Regions from separate parts of the Triticum aestivum genome. Here all the other regions are linked to region 1. Evidence: chromatin contacts called from public Hi-C data. All regions are on one chromosome and are shown on one strand. The core of a region is the stretch at or near the end of the contact, and the rest is flanking DNA. Distances in the headings are between cores, read along the strand shown. Region 1 holds the start of LOC123181542 (probable E3 ubiquitin-protein ligase ATL44). Region 2 has its middle 85 kb from the start of LOC123181541. Region 3 holds the start of LOC123181541 (monosaccharide-sensing protein 2).

What was found. Hi-C and Micro-C count contacts between places; a contact is called where the count stands out from the background.
Region 2: a contact with region 1 is called in a Hi-C map of leaf, with 3 times the contacts expected there. The contact joins the enhancer-like site here to the promoter of LOC123181542 in region 1. A contact is called at or near these places in 2 of 5 Hi-C or Micro-C datasets (both in leaf).
Region 3: a contact with region 1 is called in a Hi-C map of leaf, with 3 times the contacts expected there. The contact joins the promoter of LOC123181541 here to the promoter of LOC123181542 in region 1. A contact is called at or near these places in 2 of 5 Hi-C or Micro-C datasets (both in leaf) and 1 of 1 datasets of contacts at active chromatin or transcription factors (leaf).

Annotation. Positions count from the first base shown.
Region 1 is chr1D:293,334,359-293,337,522 of IWGSC CS RefSeq v2.1, reverse strand. LOC123181542 (probable E3 ubiquitin-protein ligase ATL44) reads left to right here and starts at 1,571. Exons shown (of 1, transcript XM_044593824.1): 1 at 1,571-2,643. The coding sequence starts at 1,703. The coding sequence ends at 2,449.
Region 2 is chr1D:292,987,381-292,990,544 of IWGSC CS RefSeq v2.1, reverse strand. No RefSeq gene overlaps it. Among protein-coding and RNA genes, the nearest start is that of LOC123181541, 85 kb to the left of the region's middle. Within about 2 kb of position 1,409, at least 4 of the 8 cell types and tissues checked have an H3K27ac peak or open chromatin away from gene starts, as enhancers often do. A contact at or near this core is called in leaf, where this site is marked.
Region 3 is chr1D:293,072,908-293,076,071 of IWGSC CS RefSeq v2.1, reverse strand. LOC123181541 (monosaccharide-sensing protein 2) reads right to left here and starts at 1,704. Exons shown (of 6, transcript XM_044593822.1): 1 at 1,464-1,704; 2 at 1,182-1,278; 3 at 205-771; 4 at 1-120. The coding sequence starts at 1,260.

The sequences.
Region 1 (3,164 bases), core at 322-2,821:
GTCGGCGCCCGCATGCAGCCTTAGACGTCCGCCTTGCCCTTGCCCTTGCCCTTGCCGTCATCATCACAGTAAGTGAGGTCGATGAAGACGGAAGCCGGCCCAGCCCAGCCGAAGGCGGCTTGATATGCCGCCAGGGTTGCCTCCTTCGGCGTCTACTGCGGCGGAGGCAATGCGGCAACGTGGGCGCACTGCTCTCCTCCTCCCGCTCCCTCTGCATGCGCCGCTAGCCGTCGACGCGCTCCTCCGTCAGCCAGCGTTGTCGTCAATGCTCTAGATACATGACCTCCTGCGTCGGCGTGGCACCTAGCCAAACCCGGGGGGGGGGGGGGGAGGGGAGTGCTGACCCACTCCCGCAGCTGGCCGGTCCACAAGTACCGCTGGGCCGGCTTGGGCTTAGGCGTCGTGGTGGTTAGCGGCGGCGGCACTTATCGACGACGGGTCGCCGCGGAGCCATCCCTTCTAATGTTGTTGTGGGAGCAATTCTCAATTATTGTTTTTTTTGCTGTCGGGAAATGTAGAAGCGATGTTTCATGAGTGTTCAATGAGTTTTTGTTGTATTGATTCCGTTCACATAGCTTATTTTGGATCTTCAATGATTTTATACACGCACGTGTTTTAGAAATACAAAGGTTCATTCCATAAAAGAAGAGAAATACACAGGCTCATATTGTGCGTACACAAGTTGATCGGTTAGTTAACTTTTCTTTTTGAGGGGTAACAAGCTAACTGCCACGACGTACTAGCACATGCATGCATCGGGTCTTGCTGCAGCAACAGTCCTGCCGCCACCGGACGAGGCGGCAGGGCCCAACACCGGCCTCCGTTTCGTAGCGATTCACCACTGGCTGTTATGGGCAGCCTGCCGTCTGGCCAGCTGGTGGCAGGGGCTGCCGCCTTGCACCGTGGCGGCAGGTGCCACGTGTCAGCTGATGCGCCTGCCGCCACGGCCCAGGGGTCTTTTTTGCCAATATCATCTAGAGGGGGTCTTTTTTGATAATTTCGTTGGGCAGGTGGTCTTTTTCAAAAAAAAAAATCGTCGGACGGACCTGCCCCATGTGGGAGCATGGCAATGCCGCTCGCTGTTCGAGACTGCCAGGCTATAGCTATAGGGCCTCAACTATTGGCAGTTGGGCATCCACTGCTCATGATTGGGATCGTTTTTCCGCTTGATCGTGGAGCTGGTTTGGCCTCGTCGTTGACCTGCCGGTGAGTGGAAACTGGCCGGCGTCTGCACGACGCGGAATGTCGCGTCCGACTACAGCGAAACTTCTTTCTTTGGAGGATCAGGGATCGCCTCCCCGGTTCCGTTTCATTGCAGAATGAACACGCATCATCCATCTACCCTACCCCACTCCATCCACAGCGAAGGCGTTTTCTTTTCTTTTATAAAGCTCCGGAGGAAATGTTTCTGAATCTGCACCCAAAATAAATCTTAATCTCTCCCAAAAATAAAATGCAAAATCTTAATCTCTAATTATCTTGGCGCGTCCACGTGGGCCTTTTGGGATTTTCCAGCTGGTTCCGCCCCGCCCAACCCGCGGGAAATCGGCACGGGAGCTTCGCTACGACGCTTACCCGCCCGCCATTAACAATCGCAACCTGCCAACACCACCACCCCCCTTTCGCTTCTCTCGCGTCTCGCCACAACTTTAATTTTGCGGAAAAGGCCCCTCCAACTACCGGCGCTGGGCGAACGTGGGCGATGCTCCGGCCATCGCCGTATCCGTCGAGGCGTCTCCTCCAGAGCGGCGACCCCAGCCGCATCCCCGGCATCCCCCCGGCCGATCCGCCCGCCGGCGTCAGCTCGGATGTCGTCGTCATCCTCGCCGCCCTGCTCTGCGCGCTCATCTGCGTAGTCGGCCTCGCCGCGGTCGCGCGGTGCGCGCGCTCCCGCCGCAACGCCAACGCCCACGCCAACCAATCCTCGCCGTCCGGCAGCCCGGCCCACGCCCTGGCGGCCTTCGGCGGGGGCGGCGGCGGGCATAACCATGGTACTACAACTACTACGACGACAGGCGCGTCGGGGGGCAGCGTGACGACCACCAGCAAGGGGCTCAAGAAGAAGGCGCTCAAGGCGCTGCCGAAGCTGGCGTACGCGGACGCGGTGGCCGCGGCGGCGGCGGCGAGGGGCGCCGTGGCGGGGGGCGAGGAGGAGGAGGGGCAGGACGGGATCCTGGCGGAGTGCGCCATCTGCCTGACGGAGTTCGGCGAGCGGGAGGAGGTGCGCGTGATGCCGCAGTGCGGCCACGGGTTCCACGTCGAGTGCGTCGACACCTGGCTGCGCTCCAACTCCTCCTGCCCGTCCTGCCGCCGCCCCATCGTCCTCGACGACCCCGCGCCGCCCAAGCGGTGCCGCAAGTGCGAGGAGACCATCCTGGAGGCGGTCATCGCCTCGTCGTCGTCGGCCGGCGGCAGCCGCGGCGGCGGCCGTGGGGGATTCTTGCCGTAGTAGCAGTAGAAGAGGCGTCATGTCCCCTGGCGGGTGGGTCCAGGTCGGTGTGGGTAGTTGAGCTGCTCCTTTCTGCTGGTGGCCCACGCTGCAGTACTACCGCAGTGAAGTTTTTCTTCTCAAGAAATGGAAAGGAGAATAATTAGAGCTGTGATGTGAATGTGACTCTTTTCTGCAACCTTTTTCGCCTTGCACTTGCGCTACTGCTCCAGTACGTGTGGACGTGGGGAACATGACATCAGATTTGTAAAGAGCGTGCGTGGTCTCGTATAAAAATATACTATTTGTACTGCATATAGCTTGCTCAAAAGAGGCAAAGAAAAAACATTTTAAATGTGGATCCGGCAAAAATATGCAGCTCGTGTCTGAAGATCTGTTTGGTGTGGAGAAATAGGTGGAAGTTGTCTTTAAAAAATCTTTGGTACTCTTTGGCTAGGGTTTCTCGTGCCTCGTCTTCTGTGGTCTTAGGGCCATGAAGGTGTGGTGGATCCCGGCCCTTGCCGGCAGGAGGGCTTCATTTTTTCATACTTTTTTGAGTTTTGTTAGGGTTTGTGTACTGTTTAGAGAGTCGAGGCGGTGGCGACTCTTTGCAGATAGAATAAGGTTCTTCCCGCCTTGTCCCCATCCCGGTGATGTTTCTAGCATCGTCGGAGAGCGTGTGGAGATTTGTCTCTGACGGATCTTGCGGGATTCAGCCGACCTTTGTCTTCGGTGG
Region 2 (3,164 bases), core at 160-2,659, 350 kb after region 1:
CGATCTCGAGGTAGATCAAGCTTGTACTCGATACACAGCCATCAATACAATCAAAGCAAGACGTAGGGTATTACTTCTTGGGCCCGAACCTGGGTAAATAATGTCCCCTTCTCCCCCTGTTACCCATTGATCCGAGATCCACAGCTCGGGACCCCCTATCCCGAGGTCTGCCGGTTTTAGTACCGACACCAAGGCCAAACAGTGAAGATCCCCCCTATGTCTAGTAGAATGCCTAGGCAGAATGCTTAGTATTATGAACTGCAATGTGGAATGCAATATTATGTCCTTATGTTGTCTACTATGTCCTTGAAATAGGTATGAACTGCTATGTATGTGTTTTGTTGTATGTCGTATGTATGATCTACGTGCTTGAATTTGTCTGGATTTGAGGATGGCCAAATGGAGAAGATAAAGAACGTTGTTGCACGGACACACAAATGAGAATCGCCCCATGCTATCAGCGGACATGTCCGAATATGCCCACGGACATATAAATGGCTAAATTAGTCCAATCCAATTAGAGATGCTCTAACAATATAAAGGAGACGCACTGCCAAACTTGTTAACAGCCACCACAGATAGACTACATTATTACATGTGTTGCTTTCATAAGCACATTAGCGTCACCTTTTCGTTTTCTTTGCTCCTTGAAGCTTCCAATCCGTGGCGTAGTCCGGGGCCCGAGTACCACAGTACCACGTCAGTAAGTACTAACTTTTTCTAACACACGTCACTACGCAGTAGTAACAACTTAAACCGGCCGATCGATGAATAACACGTCAGTACGTGCGGAAGAAGCTTAACAACTGAAACGACAAGCTTTGGCCGCCGCGGTGGAGCCATAGTAGTACCGGGTGCATATCTCAGCCGTCCGATGAAAACAAGCCGGCCGCCGGCGAGAGGTTTTCGCCGCTGAAAACAAGCCCATGCTTCCTTGCTGTTTTCGGCGCTGGACGATGCCAAATTGTCTCCACCTGGGGCACGGAGACGTCTGATCCATCCGGAGCCTCCTGCTCCGATTTCGTACCGAGTAGTACGTGTAAATGGAGCGCGAATTGCTCTCTTCTTTCCTAAACGTCGTGTTTTTCTGCAGCAGTCTTGGCGTCGAAATTAATGCTCGGATGCGTGGAGGTTTTGCCGCGCGCACGGATGGTCCACCGTGCCGAGATTCACGTTGATCGAATGAATGAACGTGGGAAAACTTGATTTGGCCGAAGCTTTTGCCATCGATGCGTTAGTGGCCATGGTGATGGCGCCATGTGCTCAGCAATTAAGAGTGGTTATCTTAATGATATCTTCCAAGCTTTTGTTGACGAGACTTCGGAATGCCCGGTACTACTAGTACATGAGTAGGTACCGCAGAGCGGGCCCGCATTCAGTGTGCGGTCTCAGACTCCGACCTGGGTGGGAGTACTTCGTTCAATGCACGCAAAGGTGGACACCGCGCATACCGTGAACTGGGTTGCAACGGAGAAGAGAATGTCGACGATGATCCCGGTGCGTATGTGTGTGCAGTTAGGCCAAGCGTCACTTTCAGACCGAGACGCGTGTTTTTTGTTGGCTTCTCTTAGTGAGACACGGCAGCAGCGTGTCTGCTTCAGCCTTCAGGGAGAGGAAGGCTTTCGGGTACTGCTACAACTGTACAAGCAGAGCGACCTTGCTCGGAGAGCTGGTCAGGAAATGCCAACATATATATGGACCTCTCCTCCCGTTCGAAGCACGGGAATTTCTGTTCGCCCTTATAGGAATTGAACTGTTTCATGTGAAATTATGTTTTTCGTGTGTGGGTGAATTACCCCCATTTTGTTCAAATGTCAATAGAGGTGAGGGTACAAACGCCATCCGGCGGAGTCGACAGCCATATGCGGCGACCGACATCATTGTTGCTCGAACAAAGAGCAAGTCTATGTGCTTTTCTGTTTGATCCTCTATTCTCATAGCAAAACCTAATCATGTCAAAACCAGCGCTCTTAGCTATTATTTCATCATGTACTATCAAAGCAAAACTCCCACTCGTGCCCTTAGGAATAGAAGAGATTCCATCTCAAACAAAAGGGGTAGAAGAAATCACTCCTTGGCAATCCATAGCAATCCTGCGAAATTCTCTCTTTTTTGAACAATGGCATCCCTCTTTTTATTATTCAAAATTCAATGTTGTCAGGGATTCAAACGTCCTGATGGTGAAATTCTGGTGCTCTGGACGGGACAAGTTGTTCAATATTTTGTTGTTGAGCGGGTTCAATATTTCTTCTGACATTCCCTGGTCGTCATTGGGCCATGCAACAGCTTGGTCCATTTCCAAACAAGGTAGAGCAACATGTGTTGCCGATGGCAAATTCATACCACGAGGCAGAGGATGATTTAATTAATTTGCAGATGTTCTCCAAAATTGCCTAAAAAAGAGATGTTCTAAAAAAATGCAGGTTTTTTTAGGCAAACAAATTTTGCAGTTGGGTTTCCAGGACAAGTGCAAATGACACATGAGATCACTACTCTTTGGGCTTGGGGGGCCAATGGGAGGTGTAACGGGAGGGGAGTCCGTCTGGGCGCGACTACGCTTGTCGCAAGACGGAAGCTAGCGTCGCCTGAAGGAACGACCCTAGAAGCAAGTTTGTGCATTTCTTTCTCCGTTCCGTTTTTTCTCTCATTTTTTCATTTTTTTTTCATTTTTATTTATATATATTTTTTCAATGCATGTGTTCCACAAACAATTACTAATTTTGAAGAAAAAAAATGTGCAGTATTAAAAATATGTTTGTGCAACTTTAAAAATATTGATAGCATTTGGAAATTATGTTTCAAAGATTATTCAAAAAAATAAACACATACTCGAAAACAAATTAAAAAAATTATTTTAATAATAATTTTAAACATCTATTTCTACACCTACTATTAAAGGGAATAGGTATTCTTGTTTGGTTTAGTCCTTTTCGTTTGGTTTGCGTGCATGCTAAGCGATCTGGGCTAGGTACTTGTACATTGATGGGCCTTTTATGAGCTTTCATAGAGATCGCGGAAAATATTTGGGTCAAAATAAATCAATATTGTGGGAATTCATCACAGGACCTCCTATCAGGATGTTCGATGTAACAACCAACGACCTATACGCCATTCACATTTACTAATTCCAACTAGTTCTAAATATATGAGTGGCAGTCCTCGTG
Region 3 (3,164 bases), core at 455-2,954, 260 kb after region 1:
ACTTCTCTTCATCTGGAGCCAGCCCGTCATCAGCAAGCTCATCATCAGGCCCAATTATGTATTCCTCAAAATGTGTGTCTTTCCCAACACCCAATCCTTCAACAAGAAGGGCCATTTCTCCTGCACAGTTAATCCCACATGGGTAAGATCATCGGAGATTTTATGCCTGTCAGACTAGTAAGTATTTAGAGAAGACAGACAAACCTGAGACATCTTCCCTTCCCCGCAGTCCTTGCAACACTCGCTTGGCCTCGGCCATTCTTCCTTTGCTCACAAGCCATCTCGGCGACTCGGGCAAATAGAAGACAGTCAATGCAAAGTACATAAGCGACGGGATCGACAAAACCCCAAGCATGATTCTCCAGTCAGGCTGCGGCATGAGCGACATGGTGAACACCATGCAGTAAGAAAGGAACATCCCTCCTGACCCACTGAACTGCGGCAGCGTGTTCAGCAGCCCTCTAATGTCAGTCGGGGCGGTCTCCGAAATGTAAAGAGGGACAAGGGTGACAGCCAAACCGATACCGAACCCGTCGATGAGCCTGGCCAAGAGCAACACATAGACGTTGGGCGCCCAGAGCATCACCAGGCCACTGACAAAGTAGAGGACAGACGAGGCGATCAGCAGGGGCCGCCTGCCAACAGCATCAGCCACCGCCCCCGAGAACGTGGTGATAACCGTCGCCCCGATGAGCGACATGGCCACGATGAGGCCCTCGATCAAGGGCTGGGTCTCCAAGCTGAACTCCTTCTTTATGTACAGGACGGCACCTGGAGATCACAGCAGCAAGTCAACATGGTCAGCGTGAAGTCAAAGCATCTGCATCGGTTCAGAATTCAGAACATGTCGACACAGACAGAATTATCATGGTTCAGATGCGCAGATCGCGCATGAGACGGATCCGTTCAGAGAAGTCGGAAATCTTGGTAGGATTTCGTTTCAGCTGCTTGATCGGTTTTTAAAGATTGTATATGTAGAACAAGAAAAAATATTTGTTTTTACTAGCACTACTACTAGATGCAGCTCCACCAAATCCGTCATGATCGGAGCCGGCAAGATTCCCAATAATTGCTGCCTCTACCTAACAACACGGGCCCCTGGGAAGCGCAACAGCATAAAGAGTATCCCAACGGCGTCGAAAGACCAGCTGTTTTTCCGGAAGCACGAACGAACGAATTACCTGCAATGGTCGCATTATCCCACCCCTGCAGCAGGTTCCCGATGGACGCCGCTATGGCGACCAGCACGGCGCCCGACATGGCCGCCGAATCTTACCCCTGCACGGCACAATCACCACCAACAACAACGGCACCCGTCAGCACGGCAAACCTCGTGAGACATAACAAACAAGAACGACGACAACAACACCCAAGAACAAATCAGATTCGACCGAAGCTGCCGCAGCCGGCCACGGCCGCCTCTGCACCACGCACACACAAAGCAAGCAGGGGGCAGAGCTTACCCGACGACGGCCTCCGGAATTCAGGATCTCCGCTCGGGGCAGGGAAGCTGTGAGGAATCTGGCGAGGCGGGCAGGCGTATAAGAGGCGGAATCCCTGCCAACCCCGGAAGCTTTTTCCCTCCCGCTGTGGCGTCGATTTCGCCCCGGGCGAGATGAGGAGTGTGCGTGAGTGTGGGGTGGGGACTCTGTCGACTACTATCATCTGGTGGCCTGCGAGGCAGCCTCCGATTTCTCTACTACGATATTCCTCCGCGCGCCGCTGCGGAGAAGGCCGCCGCGACGCTGCCTCGTGGGGTCCCGGTACGGACGGGGCCACGCGTCAGCCGGCGGTGCTGGCGGGCGCGCGCGTGGAGCGTCCGTTGACGGGTGGGCCAGTCGCGGGCCTGGCGGAGGGGCAGGACCGCATATGGGAATTATTGAATGGGGTGGGCGAGCCCGGATCCAACCTTCTCTCTCCCGTCTCGTGTAGGACAACCAGCCATTTTGTACTTGTGCTATTAATTGATTTGTTTAGAGAGGATCCGTGGTGCGCTGTCACATGCTCACTCCAAAACTGATGGCCCTGCTAGATCCCAAGGGGCTGTAGTAGTGTACCAGCTTGCAACAGGGTACTATACGGAATTCCAGACTCCCATGTTCTGTGTTTTGAATCGTGTCTCGCTTTGCATGATGGGGGTTCGAGTGGTTGTAGAATATCTTTTGTAGTACGTACGTTGTAGGTTCCAAGATGAATAAGGAGGTTCCCCTCAGGTTTTTACCTGCATTTTTCAAAAAAGAAAGTTTTTACCTGGGTTCCAAGCTTGAGAGGAGGTTTATGAACAAAGTTTTGGCAAAGTTTTCAACATGTGTTTTGAATAGACCCGAATTTGTTTTGGTGTAGCGGAACCGGGCGATAGCCGAAAAAGTAGACATTGATCGGGTTTGATTGCCTCACTTCTTGCGTCCTTCATTTACAGTTACTTCTACATTTTAGATTTTACAGTTAGATCTACTTCGGGGAGGTGGGGTGATTGTGATCACGATGTGAGTGGTGGAAGAGGGACGGAAAAGGTTTGCGGCGGCAGATGAATAGACATGACATCCACCACCATCATCAGGGGAGGACGCCAACCATGTCATGTCGTAGTGTGTGCGCGGACGCATACAGCCAGGCTAGTTGGTTTTCGTGGGACAAGGCATCACGATCGATCGGCCCACGATAGACTCACATATTCTACATCAGATGTTCGATATGTATTCTGTTGGCCACACTACGAGATTGTATTACAACATTATGTGGGCATATGTACCAGGGAGGCACATGGATTTGAATGGCGCCAAAGGATTATGTATGTGTCATGAAACCTGGGCTTGAAATAAAATTTCAATTCATATTACTTATGCCTTGTTTGTTTCATCTTTAGGCAACATATTCTTCTAGGAAAAATTAGGTGCTCAAACAAACAGTTACTTGGAATCAACTTTGGCAGTGAAGCTGAATCAAGATTCGAGTCATTTTTAGTGCAATGGCATGAAGCATGTTCAAGTGCACTTCGATGACAAAGCAACAATGGCATGACTATATGTTTTTGGAATGTAATCTAATGAAGAACAAATAGTAGGGGTTTCAAACTCGAGGAAATTAACATATGCATTTCTGTATCAACAAGAATGCCATGTCGCTTGTCAAATGAATGTAATTCGTCTTAATAAAACACACTG